Regions from separate parts of the Triticum aestivum genome. Here region 2 is linked to region 1. A link is a contact called in public Hi-C data. All regions are on one chromosome and are shown on one strand. The core of a region is the stretch at or near the end of the contact, and the rest is flanking DNA. Distances in the headings are between cores, read along the strand shown. Region 1 holds the start of LOC123045387 (1,4-alpha-glucan-branching enzyme 2, chloroplastic/amyloplastic). Region 2 holds the start of LOC123045389 (neutral/alkaline invertase 3, chloroplastic).

Region 1 (3,695 bases), core at 147-2,646:
CAACCGGGATTTGGCTTACACGCACCTAACGGACTGATGGGCCCAGCGAGCAATCGATCACAACCGAAAAACAGAAACGATTCAGTGTCCAGTTTTTTTTTTTTGAGAATTACTCATTCTCTAGATGTATCGATGAGGCCCATGAGGCGTAATCTCTGAGCTCCATTGAACAAGTCTGTACGACACAAAACAGAAAAAATAAGCCCAAAACAAAAATAAGTATGCAGAACCGACCCAAAATTAGGGGCCCCTGGAATTTGGAAGTCCTGGGCGAGCGCACAGCTCGCACAGCCCCCTGGACGGCCCTGTTGAAGATGCTCTAAGCTGGAATGCCCACACGGCATCAAACGAGCCAACCACCCAAACAGGCGCATTCGAGCCAACCACCCAAACAGGCGCATTCGAACTGGACAGACGCTGAGGCAGGAGCCCAGCACCACAGGCTTGAGCCTGATAGCGGACGTGAGTGCGTGACACACGGGGACGAGGGTGTCGAAGCAAAGAAGAGAGACGCACATGAACACCACGATGCTATCAGGCCTGATTAATCATGTGGAGGGAGCAACCATGCGCCTTTTCACCTCTGGAAATTCATAGCTCACACTTTTTTTAATGGAAGCATGAGTTGGCAAACACATGCATTTTCAAACAAGGAAGATTAATTCTCAAATCACCATGACATGTACTCCCTCCGTTCCTAAATATAAATCTTTATAGAGATTCCACTATGAACTATATACGAATGTATATAGATGCATTTTAAGTGTGGATTTATTCATTTTACTCTGTATGTAGTCCACCTAGTGGAATCTATATAAAAACTTACATTTAGAAACAGAGGGAGTAGTAATTCTCAAACCATGCACCGATGAGTCCGCGAGGTGGAAACGAAGAAATGAAAATCAACATCCCAGTTGTCGAGTCGAGAAGAGGATGACACTGAAAGTATGCGTATTACGATTTCATTTACATATATGTACAATACATAATGTACCCTACATTTTTTTTGGAGCAGAGTGGTGTGGTCTTTTTTTTTTACGAAAATGCCATAGCTGGCCCGCATGCGTGCGGATCGGATGATCGGTCGGAGACGACGGACAACGGACACTCCATCGTCACCAACTGCTTTTGTCTGGGAGACAATAAATATTTTTTGTAAACAAAATAAAAATATAAACGAGGGTACTAGAAGGCGGTAACGGCATGGCCAGCTAAACGCGCTCCCAGCCGTTGGTTTGCGATCCCGTCCTCCCTCCCGTCCCCTACGCAACGTCGCCTCCACCGTCCATCCGTCGCTGCCACCTCTGTGCGCGCGCACGAGGGAGGAAGACGACGCAGCACACACACTCTCCCCGTGGGTCCCCTTTCCGGCTTGGCGTCTATCTCCTCTCCCCCCCATCCCCATGCACTGCACAGTACCCGCCAGCTTCCACCCCCGCCGCACACGTTGCTCCCCCTTCTCATCGCTTCTCAATTAATATCTCCATCACTCGGGTTCCGCGCTGCATTTCGGCCGGCGGGTTGAGTGAGATCTGGGCCACTGACCGACTCACTCGCTGCGCGGGGATGGCGACGTTCGCGGTGTCCGGCGCGACCCTCGGTGTGGCGCGGCCCGCCAGCGCCGGCGGCGGACTGCTGCGATCCGGCTCGGAGCGGAGGGGCGGGGTGGACTTGCCGTCGCTGCTCCTCAGGAAGAAGGACTCCTCTCGTACGCCTCGCTCCCTCCAATCTCCCCGTCTGTTTTTGGGCCCCCTTCTCTCTCCCTCGCCTCTCTGCGCGCGCATGGCCTGTTCGATGCTGTTCCCCAGTTGATCTCCATGAACGAGAGAGATAGCTGGATTAGGCGATCGCCTCAGGCCCTGGTGTTACCACGGCTTTGATCATCTCCTCCTTTCATGCTGATATTTTCTCACTCTTTCTTCTGTTCTTGCTGTAACTGCAAGTTGTAGCATTTTTTTGGCGAATAAGTTGTAGCATTGTCTCACTATTGTACTCATCCTTGCATTTGCAGGCGCCGTCCTGAGCCGCGCGGCCTCTCCAGGGAAGGTCCTGGTGCCTGACGGTGAGAGCGACGACTTGGCGGCCACTCCAGCGCAACCCGAAGAATTACAGGTACACACCGTCGTGCCGGAAAATCTTCATGCACCCGTTATTCACTTACCAAATATCGGATGAACCAAGCCGCGGAGGCATCAGGTTTCAAGCTTCTTCTATCAGCATTGTGCACTACTTCACTGCCTTGTGCAGTTTGTTAGCTGTGGCCCCGCGCTGGCTCTTGGGCCACTGAAAACTCAGATGGATGTGCATTCTAGCAAGAACTTCACAAAATAATGCACTGTTTGTGGTTTCGTTAGTCTGCTCTACAATTGCTATTTTTCGTGTGCTGTAGATACCTGAAGATATCGAGGAGCAAACGGCTGAAGTGAACATGACAGGGGGGACTGCAGAGAAACTTCAATATTCAGAACCGACTCAGGGCATTGTGGAAACAATCACTGATGGTGTAACCAAAGGAGTTAAGGAACTAGTCGTGGGGGAGAAACCGCGAGTTGTCCCAAAACCAGGAGATGGGCAGAAAATATACGAGATTGACCCAACGCTGAAAGATTTTCGGAGCCATCTTGACTACCGGTAATGCCTACCCGCTAATTTCGCTCATTTTGAATTAAGGTCCTTTCATCATGCAAATTTGGGGAACATCAAAGAGGCAAAGACTAGGGACCACTGTTTCATACAGTTCCCCTCATGGTCTGAGAATATGCTGGGAAGTATATGTATAATTGCTGGCTACAATTGGCTCATAATTGCAATACAAATAACTGTCTCCGATCATTACAATTACAGAGTGGCAAACTGATGAAAATGTGGTGGATGGGTTATGGATTTTACTTTGCTAATTCCTCTACCAAATTCCTGGGGAAAAAATCTACCAGTTGGGCAACTTAGTTTCTTATCTTTGTTGCCTTTTTGTTTTGGGGAAAACACACTGCTAAATTTGAATGATTTTGGGTATGCCTTGGTGGATTCAACAGATACAGCGAATACAAGAGAATTCGTGCTGCTATTGACCAACATGAAGGTGGATTGGAAGCATTTTCTCGTGGTTATGAAAAGCTTGGATTTACCCGCAGGTAAATTTAAAGCTTTACTATGAAACGCCTCCACTAGTCTAATTGCATATCTTGTAAGAAAATTTATAATTCCTGTTTTCCCCTCTCTTTTTTCCAGTGCTGAAGGTATCATCTAATTGCTTATCTTATAAGAAAATTTATAATTCCTGTTTCCCCCCCTCTTTTTCCAGTGCTGAAGGTATCACTTACCGAGAATGGGCTCCTGGAGCGCATGTACGTCTTAACAGACACCTTCTAATCTATTGTTAATGGTCACTATTCACCAACTAGCTTACTGAACTTACAAAATAGCTTACTGAATACTGACCAGTTACTCTAAATTTATGATCTGGCTTTTGCATCCTGTTACAGTCTGCAGCATTAGTAGGTGACTTCAACAATTGGAATCCAAATGCAGATACTATGACCAGAGTATGTCTACAGCTTGGCAATCTTCCACCTTTGCTTCGTAACTACTGATACATCTATTTGTATTTATTTAACTGTTTGCACGTTCGTTAAAGTTGAGCCTCAACTATATCATACCAAAATGGTATAATTTGTCAGTGTCTTAAGCTTCAGCCT
Region 2 (3,501 bases), core at 769-3,268, 270 kb before region 1:
TTGTTGACAGCATCATAAGAATATTCTTCTGTTTTGTATCGATATATCTCATTTAGCTTTCTCTTGTCAAGCCAGTAATATTCCCTAATATGAAAAGAGAGCGCCATAAGCCTGTTATTTAGGGCACGGATCAAGTCAGCAGATCCATCTTCTGGGGTAAGCATCTCACGTGCACACAAGAGGGCTGAATAGAACAGTGACTGCACAAGAAATGAAAATGATATATGAGAAATCATGCATAAATAGCAGAAAGTAATCCTCACTCATCTACAGACTAGCAGGGGAGGATCACGTGGCACTATTAACCATAATCTTAGATTGACCTGAATAACCATGTTTTTAAAGACAGGTGCTTCGATTGGCCAATATTTGTGTTTCAGGCCAGAACTGTGCTCCGTGCAGTGAAATGAGTGATACCCAAAAAGAATTCAAGACATGTAAGAACTCTCTCATTCCTTGTGTAAAAATATACCAGACTCCATAACTGTATTTACTATTTAGTGCCTGTGCCATCGTCATATATGTTTGTGTTGCTATGGTTATGTGCTTTTTGCTGTTTATTGTGTGTGTGTGTGTGTGTGTGTGTGTGTGTGTGATGTTTCACTGCGCTGTTACTTTCGGACATTTGTGCTACCTGAATCTCCAGTGGGTGTCCATGGATACCCATTCGACGATCCATCATGCAGGAGCCATCAGTGACTAGCAACGTGGGGAACATGTCAAACCCATCAGCTAAGCAGAGCTTCAAGATCAATTTTATTCCAGTCTGGACATCGATTCTCTCGTGAAATGAAAGGTCTCCTGAACATTTTCCATATGCCCTCAATAATATGATCCACCATAGACCTGAAAACCATCATTAAGGCCCTCTTTTTTATGCTATATGCGCGTATTAACAGAGTCAACATTACCTGAATTAAAAGGTTTATTAAAAAACTTTACCCGAATCAACCGGTGCCACACGGCCTATAGCAGCCTCCCCAAAATCAGGATCGAGGACTTCCTCAGTTGCGCCTTCTTCATCACCTTCAAGCGGAACAACACGCACCTTGAAACTAGCTGGCATCAAGCCTTGCCCTGGACTGTGGCAGTCCATGGTTTTCTCCCAGCTCTATAGATGGTCAACAATCAGTTTTTACAAATTATTACAAGTTTCATACATGATAGGCAGTACATTGAGCAGAATGGTGTCCTGATTTATTGCCTTCAACTAGTAATTTCATATAGGTTGTGCTTAATCTTATTGGAACTGAGGAGCATCAAGATACATCAATGATTCAATTGCATATACCCATTATTAACAACACAAGTAAGAGGAGCATCTGTATTGACAGACACCAACCGACCGAAATACTCCTACTAGTATGAAGGGTGGGTGACCTGGAGCTGGAGCGTGTGCAGGATGAAGTTGCGGACGATGTCGTACTCCCCCTTGAGCAGGAAGGCGATGCCCGAGGGCACGAAGTCCCGGATGAAGACCTGGTCGTAGTTGAGCGGGCTGGAGTCGTTGGGGTCACAGGCGGCGATGGTGCCCACGGGGCTGCCGCAGTAGCTCACCACTGACTCCCGGAGGAGCGCCCACGCCTCCTCCTCCAGGTCGCTCGCCGCGCGCCGCCTCTGCTGCGGCGCGTGATCGGCGGCGCCGTTCAAGTCCCTCCCGGCGATATCGCCGGCGGGAGCGGGAGCGGGAGGCTTGAGGGCGGGGTCATGGTCGTGCGCTCTCGGGTTGCTGCTGGGATGCAGCGAGCTGGCGGCGCGGGGAGGGTTCCGCCGCCTCCCGCCCTTCCTCGCATGGGATCCGACCCCGACCCTGAGGGAGGTGAGCCGCGGGGGCGCCGCGCCGGAGCATCCGAGATGCAGGCGCAGCGGGGCGGCAGCCTGTGCGATCCCCATGCGATGGGAGGAGCCGTCGAATCGAACCTGTGTTGAGCCGCAAAAGCGAAACTGACGGGATTGATTGGCTGTGCGCGGGGCACGAGGGGGATGCAAACAAAGGCGTTCCAGTGGGCGAAGCGAAGCGCCGTTTTGGCTGCTTGTCGGTGAGGCCGTCCGTCACGGAGGGGTGGGCGACGGGGACCCGTGCGTGGCCACCACTCGGTGCTTCTCTCCCTATGCACGCCACGCCTCTCCCTGCCTCGATGCTAGTCTCATCTAGTTTTGCCTCTATGAACGTTATCAATCAGTTGCTTTTCCAAATTTAAAAGGCCACCCATATAAAGAATAATCCAAAGGCTAAATAAAAAAGTACGTACTGAAAAGATGGTACTCCTTTTGCCATTGTATGAGACTGCGTCAATTAATTCGGATTGGAGGGAGTGTTTAAGTACAGCGAAATCGTACGATGTTGTACAAGTCAGGAAGTGTTACATTCTCCCACAATGCTTCCCAGCCCTAGGCGTTAGATCCTCCTAAAATGTCAACCAGCCAACTATTTCCCATCCCACGATGTTAAACTGAACAGCTGCTGCTGCTGCAGGAAAGACTTTCAGCTTCCACCTACATACATCACCAAGATGCCGATTTCAATGTCCGCCGTCATCATGATCATTGTCATTGTCGCCTTCATAGTACTCGTCGTCACGATGAACCTGCTTGTCTTGGGTATGCTCTGCATGAAATAATACACACTTCTGTAAAGAAATAGTATGATGGCACGGTTCAAAAGTGGCTGAATGAAGAAGGATACAGCCAATTTAAGAATAAATAGATAACATTTATTTCATTTCAGGGGAAATTTCTCATTATGTGGCGTGCATATGCTTCGAGAGGACAATGGCGAGTTTGCACGGAGAAATCATCAAGTTTTTACTCGTCCAAATGAGCACTGTCAGACATGCCAGAGGTATTTCACTTACGATCAACACGTTCATCAGGATCCAGCTCGTCTTCATCAAAATCCGGGACATAGAAATCGGGTGGAACCTGCAAAATAAACTCATTATGTATCCGGTCTCTGCTCAGAAACAACAAACTACACTATCCTGGTGGAAGCAAGAAAAATAAAGACAACAAAAGATGCAAAGGCGTATTCTAGTCTTCACATAGTATCCATCCCCAGTTTTAATTGGGATGTTTCAACAACCAACAAGCAAATGGGAATACAAACTAACCTCTTGCATCTGAACGCCAGGTGCATGTTGTATGGCCCGCAAACTCTCCATTACTTGCACTTTGATTGAACTGAGATACGTCTTACTATTCAAGTTGTCCTGGTCCATTCATCAATAGGAAGACAAATATCATTTGCACATCTACACATCTCTAAAGAAAGAAGTTGATATTCTAGTTAAGCGTACCCAACATATAAAAACATGACGCACCAAACAACAGTTAAATCCACAACACCAGGCAGGCATAGAGTTAGAAAGATCAATCAGAAAGGTTCATACCATGTTCAGATTTGGCACTTTCAATGTATAATCTGGACCGAAGTACTCAATGTATTCATTGTCAGGGATCTCTGCAAAGAAAATGCCATGTAAAACTCCGGACAATGGATAA

The links. A called contact is a pair of places that touch in the nucleus more often than the background predicts.
Region 2: a Hi-C map of leaf shows a contact between it and region 1, with 6 times the contacts expected there. The contact joins the promoter of LOC123045389 here to the promoter of LOC123045387 in region 1. A contact is called at or near these places in 2 of 5 Hi-C or Micro-C datasets (both in leaf).

The regions. Positions count from the first base shown.
Region 1 is chr2B:451,028,279-451,031,973 of IWGSC CS RefSeq v2.1, reverse strand. LOC123045387 (1,4-alpha-glucan-branching enzyme 2, chloroplastic/amyloplastic) reads left to right here and starts at 1,396. Exons shown (of 22, transcript XM_044468418.1): 1 at 1,396-1,708; 2 at 2,012-2,112; 3 at 2,390-2,631; 4 at 3,033-3,131; 5 at 3,302-3,344; 6 at 3,483-3,542. The coding sequence starts at 1,567.
Region 2 is chr2B:451,295,765-451,299,265 of IWGSC CS RefSeq v2.1, reverse strand. LOC123045389 (neutral/alkaline invertase 3, chloroplastic) reads right to left here and starts at 2,018. Exons shown (of 6, transcript XM_044468422.1): 1 at 1,381-2,018; 2 at 943-1,111; 3 at 635-846; 4 at 1-200. The coding sequence starts at 1,893. It overlaps LOC123045390 (histone deacetylase 9), which reads right to left. Exons shown (of 14, transcript XM_044468428.1): 11 at 3,390-3,460; 12 at 3,111-3,209; 13 at 2,856-2,922; 14 at 2,250-2,608. The coding sequence ends at 2,523.